Linked DNA regions of Sus scrofa: region 2 is linked to region 1. Evidence: chromatin contacts called from public Hi-C data. All regions are on one chromosome and are shown on one strand. The core of a region is the stretch at or near the end of the contact, and the rest is flanking DNA. Distances in the headings are between cores, read along the strand shown.

Region 1 (6,330 bases), core at 1,366-3,865:
TGCTGTGGCTCTGGCGTAGGCCGGTGGCTACAGCTCCGATTCGACCCCTAGCCTGGGAACCTCCATATGCTGCGGGAGCGGCCCAAAGAAATAGCAAAAAGACAAAAAAAAAAAGTTTTTGTTGTTCTAGTTCTGTGAAAAAATACCATTGGTGGTTTGATAGGGATTGCTCTGAATCTATAGATTGACTTGGGTAGATTCTTTTCCCAGTATAGCATAGCAATATCATCTGTGTCAAAAATCAAGTGGCCATATTTGCGTGGATCTGTTTTGGGGTTCTGTTTTTGTTTACTGGTCATTCTTTGCACTTCTACCACACTCGCTTAATATCTGGCACTAGAATCTCTTTGCTTTGCTCTTCTTCAAGAGTGTCTTGGCGCTTCTTGGTCTCTTGTGTTTCTACATAAATTTTGGAATCAATTTATCAATTTACACACACACAAACATACACATTCCTACTGAGATTTTGATTGGGGTTGCATTGAATCTATAAATTGATTTGTGGAGGATGAACACTTTTACAATATCTAGATTTTCAATCCATGAACATAGTATACCCTTCTGTTAATTCGGGATTTTAAAGTATTTCTCAACAATGTTTTGTGGTTTTCTGTGTATTGACTGATCTTGCTCTCTTTTGCTAGATTTATTTCTAGGCAGGTGTTTGATAATTTCTTGGCATGTAAATGATCCTCTTTTTAAATTCCTTTCCCTAATGGTACATTATAACATGTTGAAGAACATTTGATTTCTTTTCCTGATCTTGTGTCCAGCGACCTTGCTAAATTCACTTATTTATTGTAATAATTTGTGTATTTTTTAGATTTTTTCCGTACCATTATTTCATCTAAATATAGGTAGTTTCCCTAATGTTCATTGCAGCACTATTTACAATTGCCAAGGTATGGAAACAACCTAAATGTCCATCAACAGATAAATGGATAAAAATGTGCATATATATACATATGCACACACACATATGTATGCATACATACAATGGAATACTATTCAATCATTACAAAGAATGAATTTTTGCCATTTGCCATTTGAAGCAACATAGGTGGGCTTGGGAGGAATTATGCTAAATGAAATGTCAGGCAAAGACAAATATCATATGATATCATTTATATGTGGAATCTAAAAAGTACAACAGCTAGCGAATAAAACCAAAAAGCACAGATATAGAGAACTGGTGGTTACCACTGGGGAGAGGGAAAGGGCAAGGGAAAAAATTGGGATGGGGAAAGTGTTATTATGGGATTATATGAAATCATGTGTGTGAAACTTTTGAAAATTGTAAAGCACTGTATAATTTAAAGCATTTTTCATTCATAAAATATTAAAATGATTCACACCCCCAAAGAAATACTGATAGTTTTTTTAATGTTTTTTTTTTTTTGTTTTGGATTTTTTTAAATTGTTTTTGGTTTTTTTTTTGAGGTTTTTTGGTTTTGCTTTTTTCGTGTGTTTTGTTGTTGTTGTTTTTGCTTCTTAGGGCCACATCTGTGGCATATGGAAGTCCTAGACTAGGGGTCAAAGCAGAGGTGCAGCTACTGACCTACACCACAGCAACACAGGATCTGGGCAACATCTGTGATGTACACCTCAGCTCATGGCAACCCTGGATCCTTAACCCACTGAGTGAAGCCGGGGATCGAACCCCCATCCTCATGGATCCTAGTTGGGTTCTTAACCTGCTGAGCTACAACAGTAACTCCCTTTTATAATTCTTATAACTTTTATTTGTTCATTGCCCTGTCTGGGACTCCCAAGTGTAGTGGTTGTCAGAAGAGGTGATAGTGAGATCCTTGTCTGGTTCCTGATCTTGGTAGGAAAGCTTTCAGTGGCTCACCATTAAGCTTGATGTAGGCTATGTGCGTATGCATATGCATATGTGCATGTGTGTGTTCATATGTGTATTTGGAAATATTCTTCATGGTACTTCTTTTTTGGACAATTTTTCTTTTTTCTTTTTCTTTTTTTTTGTCTTTTTGCCTTTTCTAGGGACACTCCCGCGGCATATGGAGGTTCCCAGGCTAGGGGTCCAATCGGAGCTGTAGCTGCCAAGCCTATGCCAGAGCCACAGCAACACAGGATCCGAGCCTCGTCTGCGACCTACACCACAGCTCACGGCAACGTGGGATCCTTAACCCACTGAGCAAGGCCAGGGGTCGAACCCACAACCTCATGGTTCTTAGTCGGATTCGTTAACCACTGAGCCACGACGGGAACTCCTTGGACAGTTTTTCTGATAAGAGAATGTTCAGAGGGACTGGAATGGGGCCCACTTGGAAGAGGGGAGCCCCTGGGAGCTGCCTACTCCTCACTCCAAAACGAAAATGGAGTTGTCTCCGAAGGGGGCACCATTGTAATGACTTCCCTCCATGTCTTCCACCAACCTTGGTCTAGTCTAAGGGGTAGTTTGGTCTTCCCCTCAGGCCCTACAACATGAGACCCCGGTCCATTCCTGTCATTCCTCAGGGAAACTGAGGCTCAGAGCAGAGGAGCAACAAGCCTCAGGTCAATAAGTTAGTGTCAGAGCCAGAATTAAAACTCGAGGCTCCCTGGAGTTCACATCTGTGGCTCAATGAAAACGAATCTGACTAGCATCTGAGCGATCCCTGGCCTCACTCAGTGGGTTAAGGATCTGGCTTCACTGTGAGCTGTGGTGTAGGTCACAGACACAGCTCGGATCGTGCATTGCTATGGCTGTGGTGTAGGCCAGCGACTACAGCTCCGATTGGAGCCCTAGCCTGGGAACCTCCATGTGCCAAGGGTGAAAGATTAAAAACAAAAACAAAAACAAACTCGAGGATCCTGGATCCCAGCCCCCTTCAGCCACTGCTCTCTGGTCAGGAGTTGGGAGGTAGCCACAGGGCAGAGGGATGTGTGTGTGTGTTTTAGGGAAAGGACCACTTCGTCCAAATATCTGCAGACCTCTGTAAAGAAGGTGGGCAGGCCGCTCCTCTTCCAGCAGGAGAGGAAGGGAGCCTGAGCCTGGTGGGGGTGGAGGCAGGTGGAGGAGCTGGCCCTCACTTCTGGTCCTGTGCCGTTTGGCAGGAGGCTCTGGGGGAACTCCAGAAGAGATCAGAGAAGGATGGGGAGCTGCACATGGGGTCCAAGGTGGGAGGGCCTGGGAGGCACATGGAGGGGACCTGAGCCCCAGGCTGGAGGTGGGGGTGGGGGGGAGAAACTGGAGCAAACAGAGACACAGGATGTTGAAGTCACAGCATTCTCCTCTTCCGGCCACCCCTCCTCCCCTGCCCACGGGGAATGTTTGGAATGTGATGAGTTGATAAGATCGGTTCTCCCACTCCACCTGGCACTGTGTACAGGGGCTGGGGCTGCTTTGCCAGCCCCTCCTATCAGAGGGGATTTTCTGGGGAGTGGAGAAGTTTTCAATGGACAGAATTCTAATGGAGGAACTGCCTGGAAGGTGTGAGGGAGGGGTGCTCCTCGGGCAGGGCAACGGGCCAGATGCCAGGGCCATGGGCATGGCCAGATGCTTTCCAGCTGAGCTGCACTGTGAGTCAGAAGGCACAGGGCTGGGATGAGAGAGGGGGTTCCCAGTTGCCAGGGAAGCTGGGGCAGGAAGAGAGGGGAGAGGGAAGAGAGGCAGAACAGTGGCTGGCACTCTTCCAGAGGATAGGGCTCCCTGGCTGTTGGCCGAGGAAGTCATTTGGGGTCGGGGGGGTGGGTGTTGGACTGTCCAAAGGGTGAGCTCAGTAGGTTACCTCCCCCCCCACCCCGCCCGCCCGCCCGCCGCCCTGAGTCTAGAGTTCCGGTGCATAAGGAGCAGACTGGGGTTGGTCCAGGGGGTCCTCCCATTCAATTGAAGGCAGTTGCCCAGACACATGGACACTCTCAGGTGCGTTCCTAGCATCCACCCTGCCTTCCCCTGGATCCATGGGGCCTCCCTCTGAAGACCTCAGAGGCTTTGCATAACTGCATTCTGTCACCTCCATTGAGTGATTCAGCCCATGTTTGCTTTTTGTTTCTTGTTTGTCTTTTTAGGGCCGCACCCATGGCTTATGGAGTTTCCCAGGCTAGGGGTCCAATCGGAACTGTAGCCACCAGCCTATGCCAGAACCACAGCAACGCTGGATCCAAGCTGAGTCTGCGATCTACACCAACCACAGCTCACGGCAATGCTGGATCGTTAACCCACTGAGCGAGGCCAGGGATCGAACCCGCAACGTCATGGTTCCTAGTCAGATTCGTTAACCACAGAACCACGACGGGAACTCCAGCCCACATTTGTTGAGACCTGCTATGTGTCAGGCACTGTGCAAGGTCCTAGGGCTTCCATGGTGAACTTGCTGAGGTCTCTGCACTTCCGAGGCTGTGTTTCAGGTGCGGCCTGAGTAAAAAGCCAAGACACGATGCCAAGACACTGGCCCTGGGAGCCTGGAGCAAAAATGGGGTAGAAGCCAGGCTTGAGGAAAGCAGAAAGGGCACAGTGACCCCAGGGCACCTAGGACCTGGATCTACTCCAGGGGCCTACTGTCTGCTTTCTGGATGGACATCTCTGAGAAAAGCTGCCAGAACAGAGCAGTGCAAGGGAGGATGGGAGTGGGGAGGGGCTGGTGGCTTGAGGCTGGAGGAGGAACAGAGATGGAGAAAACCTCAGCCCGGGGGACCACTGTGCGGCTACACCTGAGACCTGCTGTGGGCGACCTGACACCAGTGTGGGAGGCCATCCAAGCCTCGCTCAGGGCCCACTGCCCGCTGGTTCTCACTATGGAACAGAGGCGAGGGGCACTATGCCACGGGGCAGTAGTAGGAACCGACCTAGGCAGCCAGCCTGACCCACAGACACTCGGCCGCTGCCCTGCTGGACCCTCGACTGTGCACCAGACAGGTTGTCAAGTAGAGAGTAGTTGAGGGAGATGCCCAGAACAGAGACCTTGTCTTGGCCACTTTCATTTCCGCTTTACATCCATCACAATGCCTGCTGGCATATATGAGGAGTCCAAAGTGCTTGGGGAATAAAAAACCACGAATGAATAAATGATGGATGAATAAACAAATACAGCAACCAATCTGAGTTCCCAGCAGCCAGCGTGCGGGTCCGTTAGAAATGGGCAGGCCTGCCACCTGGTGGCGACTGTGCTAACTGCAGCCCGCAGTCAGGGCTCAGCATCGCCCTTCTTCGAACTACAGATGCCCAGATTGTTCATCATTAAGACCGTTCCAAGGGCCGTCCTGACCCTTTTCCTGACCGCAGGCCACATCACCTTAATTTCCAGCACACTTAGGTAGTTTTCTGTCTATATATCCTTTTTTTCTTTTTTCTTTTTTTTTTGCTGCCACCCGGGAACTCCCAGCTTTCTTACCAAAAAAAAAAAAAAAAAAAAAAAAAAAAAAAATCCAAGGAAGAGTTCCTGTAGTGGCTCAGCAGTTAACAAATCTGACTAGCATCCATGAGGACACAGGCTCAATCTCTGGCCTCGCTTTAGTGGGTTAAGGATCCGGCGTTGCCCTGAGCTGTGGCGTAGGTTGCAGATGCGGCTCAGATCCTGCGTTGCTGTAGCTGTGGTGTAGGCCAGCAGCTACAGCTCCGATTGGACCCCTAGCCTGGGAAACTCCATGTGCCCCAGATGCAGCCCTAAAAAGCAACAAAAACAAAAACAAAACCAAAAAACCTCCAAGAAGGAGTTCCCTGGTGGCCTAGCAGGCTAAAGATCTGGCATTGTCACTGCTGTGGTTTGATCCCTGGCTCAGGAAGTTCTGCATTCTGCCACCAGGGCCAAAAAAAGAAAAAATAGGGCATTCCTGCCATGGCTACAGTTAACGAACCCGTATGTATGAGTACGTGGGTTCAATATCTGGCCTCGCTGAGTGGGTCAAGGATCTGGCATTGCCATGAGCTGTGGTGTAGGTCACAGACCCAGCTGGATCCTGTGATGCTATGGCTACGGCATAGACTGGCAGCTGTAGCTCCAATTCGACCCCTAGCCTGGGAACTTCCATATGCTGCAGGCATAGCTCTAAAAAAGCAATACGTAAATAAACAAATAATAATAATAAAATAAAACCTCCAAGGAAAGAGATTTCTCCCTCCCCTTTGCTCCTTGGAAAAATCCTCCCTATGCGCTGACGGCTTATCCTCGAGGCAGAGAAAGAAGGAGAGGATGAGAGGGTTCCCATTCCCTCACTTGGACAGGATGGTCAGCTTGGGAGAGGCCAGGTCCTGGACTGGCAGGAATTCTGTCTCTCTGTCTGCCTCTCTCTCTCTCCTGCTTCTAAATATCTTGGTTGGTTTGTGTCGGTATAGGTTGTTGGCCCCTGTTCCACAGGCAGCTTCCAGCCTGAGATGGGTGACAAGGC
Region 2 (6,330 bases), core at 1,045-3,544, 71 kb before region 1:
GGTGGGCAGAGGGCATCTGGCAATGGAGCGGGAGGTGCAGGGACCTAGCCAGGGGTCTCACCAGCTCTGCACCAGCTGCACCGAGGGTGTGCTCAGCACCCGGTCGGGAAGCAGGTTGATCTCTTTCATGATGTTGGCCAGGCGCACTGGCAGCTCCTGCCTGAGGAAGGTGAACGAGGTTTTCTCACAGGCATTGCTGGATCCTGGTGGGAGAGGGAAGGGTGAGCCCCATAGAGTCATGAACCATGCACAGGAGCCAGGGGGTTTCTTGGGGGTCAGATCTCTAAAGCCTTCATTTCCTGAGGGTTCAGAAGAAGCCAAGGCACAGGACAAGGAGCCCCTCCTGACCTCTGCAGTGACCGCCACACCACCCAGCCTCATCCTTAGGGAGGCTGCATGCTCTCTCCACCTGCAGCTGAACCCAACCCCGGGGGACAGGGCCATCTGGGCTCACTGTGACCTCCATCCCAGCTTCTTCTCTTTCTTTCCCTCCCAGCAGACACACAACCCACTTTGAGGGGGGTGGATCCAAGTGGGCAGAGGAGCCTGGAAAATCTATCCCTACCTTGAGATGAGCACCCTCCCGCCCCTGGCTAAGGGGAGCTATGCTGGGACCACAGCAGCTGCAGGGTCCTGGTGTCACCTCTTTATGCCCATTGTAGGGCTGCCCCTACATTAATGCCCACCCACCTGTGAGGTGGACAAGGTTGAGAACCAGGGCCCAATACTTTGGTCTGGCTTCAAGATGAAGAGGTGGTGGAGGACTGGATGGGGCCATGGCCTAGAGTCAGGAGACCTGGGTTCTAAGTCCAGCTTCTGCTTCCAACTCTGTCACCCAAGGCACGTCACCATGCTTCTGAAGGTCTGCTTCCCCTGCTGTACCCCATCCTTCTGAAGGTCTGCTTCCCCCGCTGTACCCCGAGGGAACCAGACTCTACCCTGAGCCCTTCCCAGCTGTGACAGTTCTGTAACTGGGGTCCAGGCCGGGCTGGGCAGCTGCAGGGGGTTGAGAGGGGGCTCTGGAGGCTTTCCTACACGGGAGGAGCTCAGGCAGACAGGTCTTGGGGAACAGGTGCCCCGTGTCCTGACTGCCACCTTCCCCCGCCTGCCATCAGTGACGCAGCTGTAACCTGAGCCAGGCACTGTCTCTCCTCAACTCTTGAGAGAAGGGGCACCCCCCCTTCTAATCCCCAGCTGGCACCATGGAAACACGGTGGGAACAGACAGGGACCACACAATGCCTGTTTCAGTCACCACGTTGGCACAGCCTTGCTCTGGCTCCAGAGCCACCCCCAGAATGGTGGTGGTGGTGGGGGGTGTTAGGCCACCCTGGCACAAGAACCCAGGGGCAGCCAAGGGTGGGTACAAGGCACCCGACTGCACCTCACAGCGCCCCAGACCCCTGCCCAGCTGGAGACAGATGGCCAGGCCACAGCAGATTTGATCTTCAAGTGTCCTTGCCCACTGGGACAGCTGGAGGGCAGCTCCTTCAGTGGGCGGAGGTGTACTGGTCAGGGTGTCCCTCCTGTTGACTCATCTGAGAGAGCCCCTGCCCCCAACTGACCCCTCCACGTCTGCCCTGCACAGGTCTCCTTCCAGATGGCTGTGCCTCCCAGCCCTGCCTCCTTACAGCCACCAGCATCCCGGCCCATTTCTTCTCTGACCCTCACTCTTAGAATCGCCAGAACAACCCCAGGAACCCTTTCGTGCCTTCCAGCCCTAACATCACCGCCTCACTGCCCCTTCCTCACCAAGACCCCTCACAAAGCCCGAGAAGATACCTCCGATCCCTCCTCAGCGCCCCCACTTCCCACTGCCTAGTCTCTCCAGCCGGGGTGCCCTAACCCTTTTAAGGCCGGCTGCCTCCGGCCTCTCCGTTAACCCTCTCCTGCCTGGACCCCTGCAAGCCAACCCTTCCCGTCACTCGGTCTCTCTCAACCTCCGTGTTAACCCTTCACGGCCAGGACGCCTTCCTCCCCCCCAGCCCCCCCTCCCCCGCAGGTCCCGGTGGCCAGCCGCCTCCCGCCCCCTCGTACCGAAGTCCAGAAACTGCTTCATGGACAACGGGGACGGGGAGAACTTGCTGAAGTGCTCGATGTACTTGGGCGCCCCTGCCAGGGACGCATTCTTCAGTAGCGCGCGGACCCAGCGCATGGCAGCGGCGGCCGCGCCTCGGGCTCGGGCTCGGGCTCGGGCTCCGCACCCCGCGCGGGCAGCGTTGGCGCTCGGCTTGGCCCACTCGGGTCCCGCGCCGCCCAGGCCGCCTCCTCCCCACCACCGCCCTGGCGGGGCTCCGAGTCCGGCCAATCGGCTCGTCGCGGCGCCCCGACGTCGCCAATGGCCGCTCACAAACAACTTCCGGAGAGCCAATTGCCTCTCGCCCCGGCACGTGGCTGCCCCCTGGGCCCGCCCCCTTAACTCCGTGTTTGCCCGGAGCGGCCTGTTGTTTTCGGGAGGCCGGGCGGAGAGCCCGCCTCCCGGGTGTCACCCCGCCCTTCCTCCTCCCCGCCCATAGGGGTTAACCCCTCCCTTCCCAGAGGCTCGTTATTCCCATACCTATTCTACTCCTTCCTTTCCCCGCTCCCTCCTCAGACTCCTTCACGTCTCGTCTCTGAGATTGTTCCGGTAGCTGTCAGCGCACCCCATTTCCTCCCAAAGTGTCCCGATTCACCTATCTTGATTCCCATCTGCTCTCCCTTAGGGGGTCTAGTGGGTTCCCAATTCAGATGACAGTGACTCAGATTGAATGTTTGCTAACTTCGGGATCTGGATGCGAGCCCACGTCAGTCCCTCGTATCACAAAGATCCAAGCAGCTCATGAAAAGGCGGCATGTTGCTTTTCCAGTTAAAAAAGTCAGTCAACCTCCTAATTAACACCTGGAGGCGGCAGAGGCAACCCTTACCATCAGTGCTACAATGAAGTTTTCAAAAAACTTTTTTTTTTTTTTTTTGTCTTTTTAGGGCCGCACTAGCGGCACATGGAGATTCCCAGGCTAGGGGTCAAATCGGAGCTGTAGCTGCCGGCCTACGCCAGAGCCACAGCAACTCGGGATCCGAGCCGCGTCTGCGACCTACACCACAGCTCATGGCAACGCCGGACCCTTAACCCACTGAACGAGGCCAGGGATCGAACCTGCATCCTCATGGATGCTAGTAAGATTCGTTTCCGCTGAGCCACGAGGGAAACTCCCAAAACACTTTTATTTTTTTATTCTCTTCTCTTTGGACCTAAGAAAGCAACCTTTTTCGCTCTGAGCGTTCTTAGAGAAAGGTCCTGGGAGATGATTGGTGCTGGAGGCGGAGAGCCCGCCCTTCCTCAGCCAACCGGCTCTCTCGTGGGAACCCAGCGCGCGCCCTCTTGTGGTCGAGAGCGGTAAGTCCCTCGCTTCTCCCCCCACCCCCTTGAGGTGTTTTTCGCTGTTCAGTCGTGGGCTCACATTCACCAATGGCATAATAAATTTTAGGCTTTGTGCTGGGACAGGGAAAGAGACAAGATTGGGACACTGCCTTTTCCTTCGATCGTTTCATTTCTCAGTCTGGGAGAGAGCTGCATAAATAAATAAATAGTTATAACAGAATATGATTATAGCCTATGCAGAGCTATGAGCAAGGCCTCACAATGAAGGGGACTCTCTTAGCTGAATGAATAATAACCTATGTGCCAAGCACTGTTTGCATTCATTATCTCATTTACTTCTCAGGACAGCTCTATTGTGCTATTATTATCTCTATTTTGTAGATGAGGAAACAGGTTCAGAGGTCATTCTCAACTGCAGCTCTGACCGTGTTACTTCTCTTGCTCATAGCCTGTTGCTGGCTCGCCACTTCTTCCTGCAGCCTTTCCAGTTCTCACATGGTCTGCTTTGGCTTAACTCTCCAGCCTCATCTCTCCACATTTCCCCTGCTCAACTCCCAGCCACACTGATCCACTGCCTTGAACCAGTCTCCAATCTCCGTGCTGTTGCAAATGCTGTCTCTTATGTATGGATCATTCTTTCTTCTTCTTCTTCTTCTTCTTCTTCTTTTTTTTTTTTTTTTTTTTTTTTTTTTTTTTTTTTTTTGCCATTTCTTGGGCCGCTCTGGTGGCATATGGAGGTTCCCAGGCTAGGGGTCGAATCGGAGCTGTAGACACCAGCCTATGCCAGAGCCACAGCAATCCAGGATCCGAGCCGCGTCTGCAACCTACACCACAGCTCATGGCAACGCCGGATCCTTAACCCACTGAGCAAGGGCACGGACCAAACCCACAACCTCATGGTTCCTAGTCGGATTCGTTAACTCCTGAGCCACGATGGGAACTCCTGGATCATTCTTTCTTCTCACTTTCACTTACTCAGTCTTCAGGTCCCTGACCTGCCCGGCTGGGTTATGGGCTCCCTCCAAAGTTTCCTTAGATCTCCCGATCTAACACCCATTTTAACTCCTTTACACGAAGTGTCATCATCTGTTCCTCTGTCTCCCCAAGAGACTTTAAGCTTCTGGAGGGCAGGGCTATCTCGGTCTGATTCACGGCTCTGTCTCCAACACCAGGCGCTGCATCCAGCACACTGAAGAGAAAAGGTGAAAAAAGAAGTTGGGGTCCCCGGGGAAGACATGCCACAGCGGTATCAGAGAGGACCGCCAAACCAGCAGTTAGACCATGGATGATGTTGGTGAATGCGGTCTTCAAGGTGCCTGGAAGAGTATATGAAATATTATATGTAAAAAAAGTGGATCCCTGTGCCTGGTGCACTGTAAATATCAATAAACGGCAGCTATGGCTATTACTGTGAAATTTGGGAGTTCCTGTTGTGGCTCAGTGGGTTAAGAACCTGATATAGAGGATGCAAGTTCAATCCCTGGCCTTGCTCAGTGGGTTAAGGATCTGGCTTTGCCCTGAGCTATGGCATAGGTCGCAGATACGGCTCCGATCCTGCCGTTGCTGTGGCTGTGACAGGCCAGCAGCAGCTGCTGCTTGGAGTCGACCCCCAGCCTGGGAACTTCCATGTGCTACAGGTGCGACCATTAAAAAAACCCCGAAAAACAAAAACCACCACCACATCAAAAACTATTATTGGAGTTCCTGTTGTGGTGCAGTGGAAACGAATCCAACTAGTATCCATGAGGATGTGGGTTCGATCCCTGGCCCCGCTCAGTGGGTGATGGGTCCAGCGTGGCCAGGGTGTAGGTCACAGATGTGGCTCAGATCCCGTGTTGCTGTGGCTGTGGTGTAGGCCGGCAGCTACAGCTCTAATTCGACCCTTAGCCTGGGAACATCCACATGCCTTGGGTGTGGCTCCAAAAAGAAAAAAAAAAAACCCAGAAAACAAAAAGACAATTAACTGTCAACCTTCAAGTAAAAGGAAACCCTGAGGCTGGGTGTAAGAGACAGATATGAGATTTCCCACGGTCCTCCCCTTAGAGCTAGGCTTCCATAACGGGGGTTCTGTGCTTGGATCAAACTCCTCCTGCAGAGATTGCTTCAGGGCGGGTAACAGCAGGGCTGGAGGTATCAAGCTAGGTTAGGTGATGGGAAGTTAACAACCCCACCCCCCCACATTCCCAAATTTCCCGCTACATGTACAACATGGCTTGGTGGGGTGGGGGGAGCCCTCGGGGACTGAGTCTGACAGCCGATTTTTCTCAACACAGGCTTCCACAGCAGTTTAGAGAAGCAGAATTGAGGGTCTCAGCCCAGAACAGAGTCCCTTCCCTCCCGCTGACAACTCATTGGCCAGAATGAGTTACGTGGCACCATCCAACCAGGTGGGGCCCAGGAAGCGCAATCCAGCCCGGTGCCCAGGAGAGACAGAGGACCTTATAGGCTCTCTCTCCTTCTCCCTCTATTTTTTTTTTTTTTTCTTTTTTAGAGCCGCACCTAGGACATATGGAAGTTCCCAGGCTAGGGGTCGAATCAGAGCCATAGCCATCCTATGTCATGGCCACAGCAATGTGGGATCTGAGCCGCATCTGTGACCTACACCACAGCTGACTGCAACGCCGGAACCTTAACCCACTGAGCGAGGCCAGGGACTGAACCCGCATCTTTATGGATACTAGTTGGGTTCATTACCACTGAGCCACAACAGGAAGTCCCTTATGGGTTCTTTCCATGACAAAAGAGCCAAGACCCTCTTCTGAAACAGTCTGGAGATGCTGCCGCTCCAAGAAGCTCAAGAAGTTTGCAATTATAAAGGGTCCTTTTCCGTAAAGTGGGCATTGCTGGCATCACTGCCAGTTTGTTTCTTTCATGAAAGTCTGGCCGCCCCAGTCCTGAAAATGCCTACTTGTTGTCACATGCGTGTGTGTGTGTGGTGCACTGTGTGTGTGTTCTCATCCAAGCAGCTGCTC

The links. A called contact is a pair of places that touch in the nucleus more often than the background predicts.
Region 2: a contact with region 1 is called in a Hi-C map of embryonic fibroblasts, with 4 times the contacts expected there. The contact joins the promoter of PDK2 here to the enhancer-like site in region 1. A contact is called at or near these places in 3 of 5 promoter capture datasets (fetal skeletal muscle, liver and skeletal muscle), 31 of 47 Hi-C or Micro-C datasets (adipose tissue, alveolar macrophages, blood and 16 more) and 2 of 2 datasets of contacts at active chromatin or transcription factors (alveolar macrophages and skeletal muscle).

The regions. Positions count from the first base shown.
Region 1 is chr12:26,199,451-26,205,780 of Sscrofa11.1, reverse strand. No RefSeq gene overlaps it. Among named protein-coding and RNA genes, the nearest start is that of DLX3, 19 kb to the right of the region's middle. Within about 2 kb of position 2,615, at least 15 of the 83 cell types and tissues checked have an H3K27ac peak or open chromatin away from gene starts, as enhancers often do. A contact at or near this core is called in embryonic fibroblasts and omental adipose tissue, where this site is marked.
Region 2 is chr12:26,270,526-26,276,855 of Sscrofa11.1, reverse strand. PDK2 (pyruvate dehydrogenase kinase, isozyme 2) reads right to left here and starts at 2,294. Exons shown (of 11, transcript XM_021067148.1): 1 at 2,037-2,294; 2 at 62-203. The coding sequence starts at 2,154.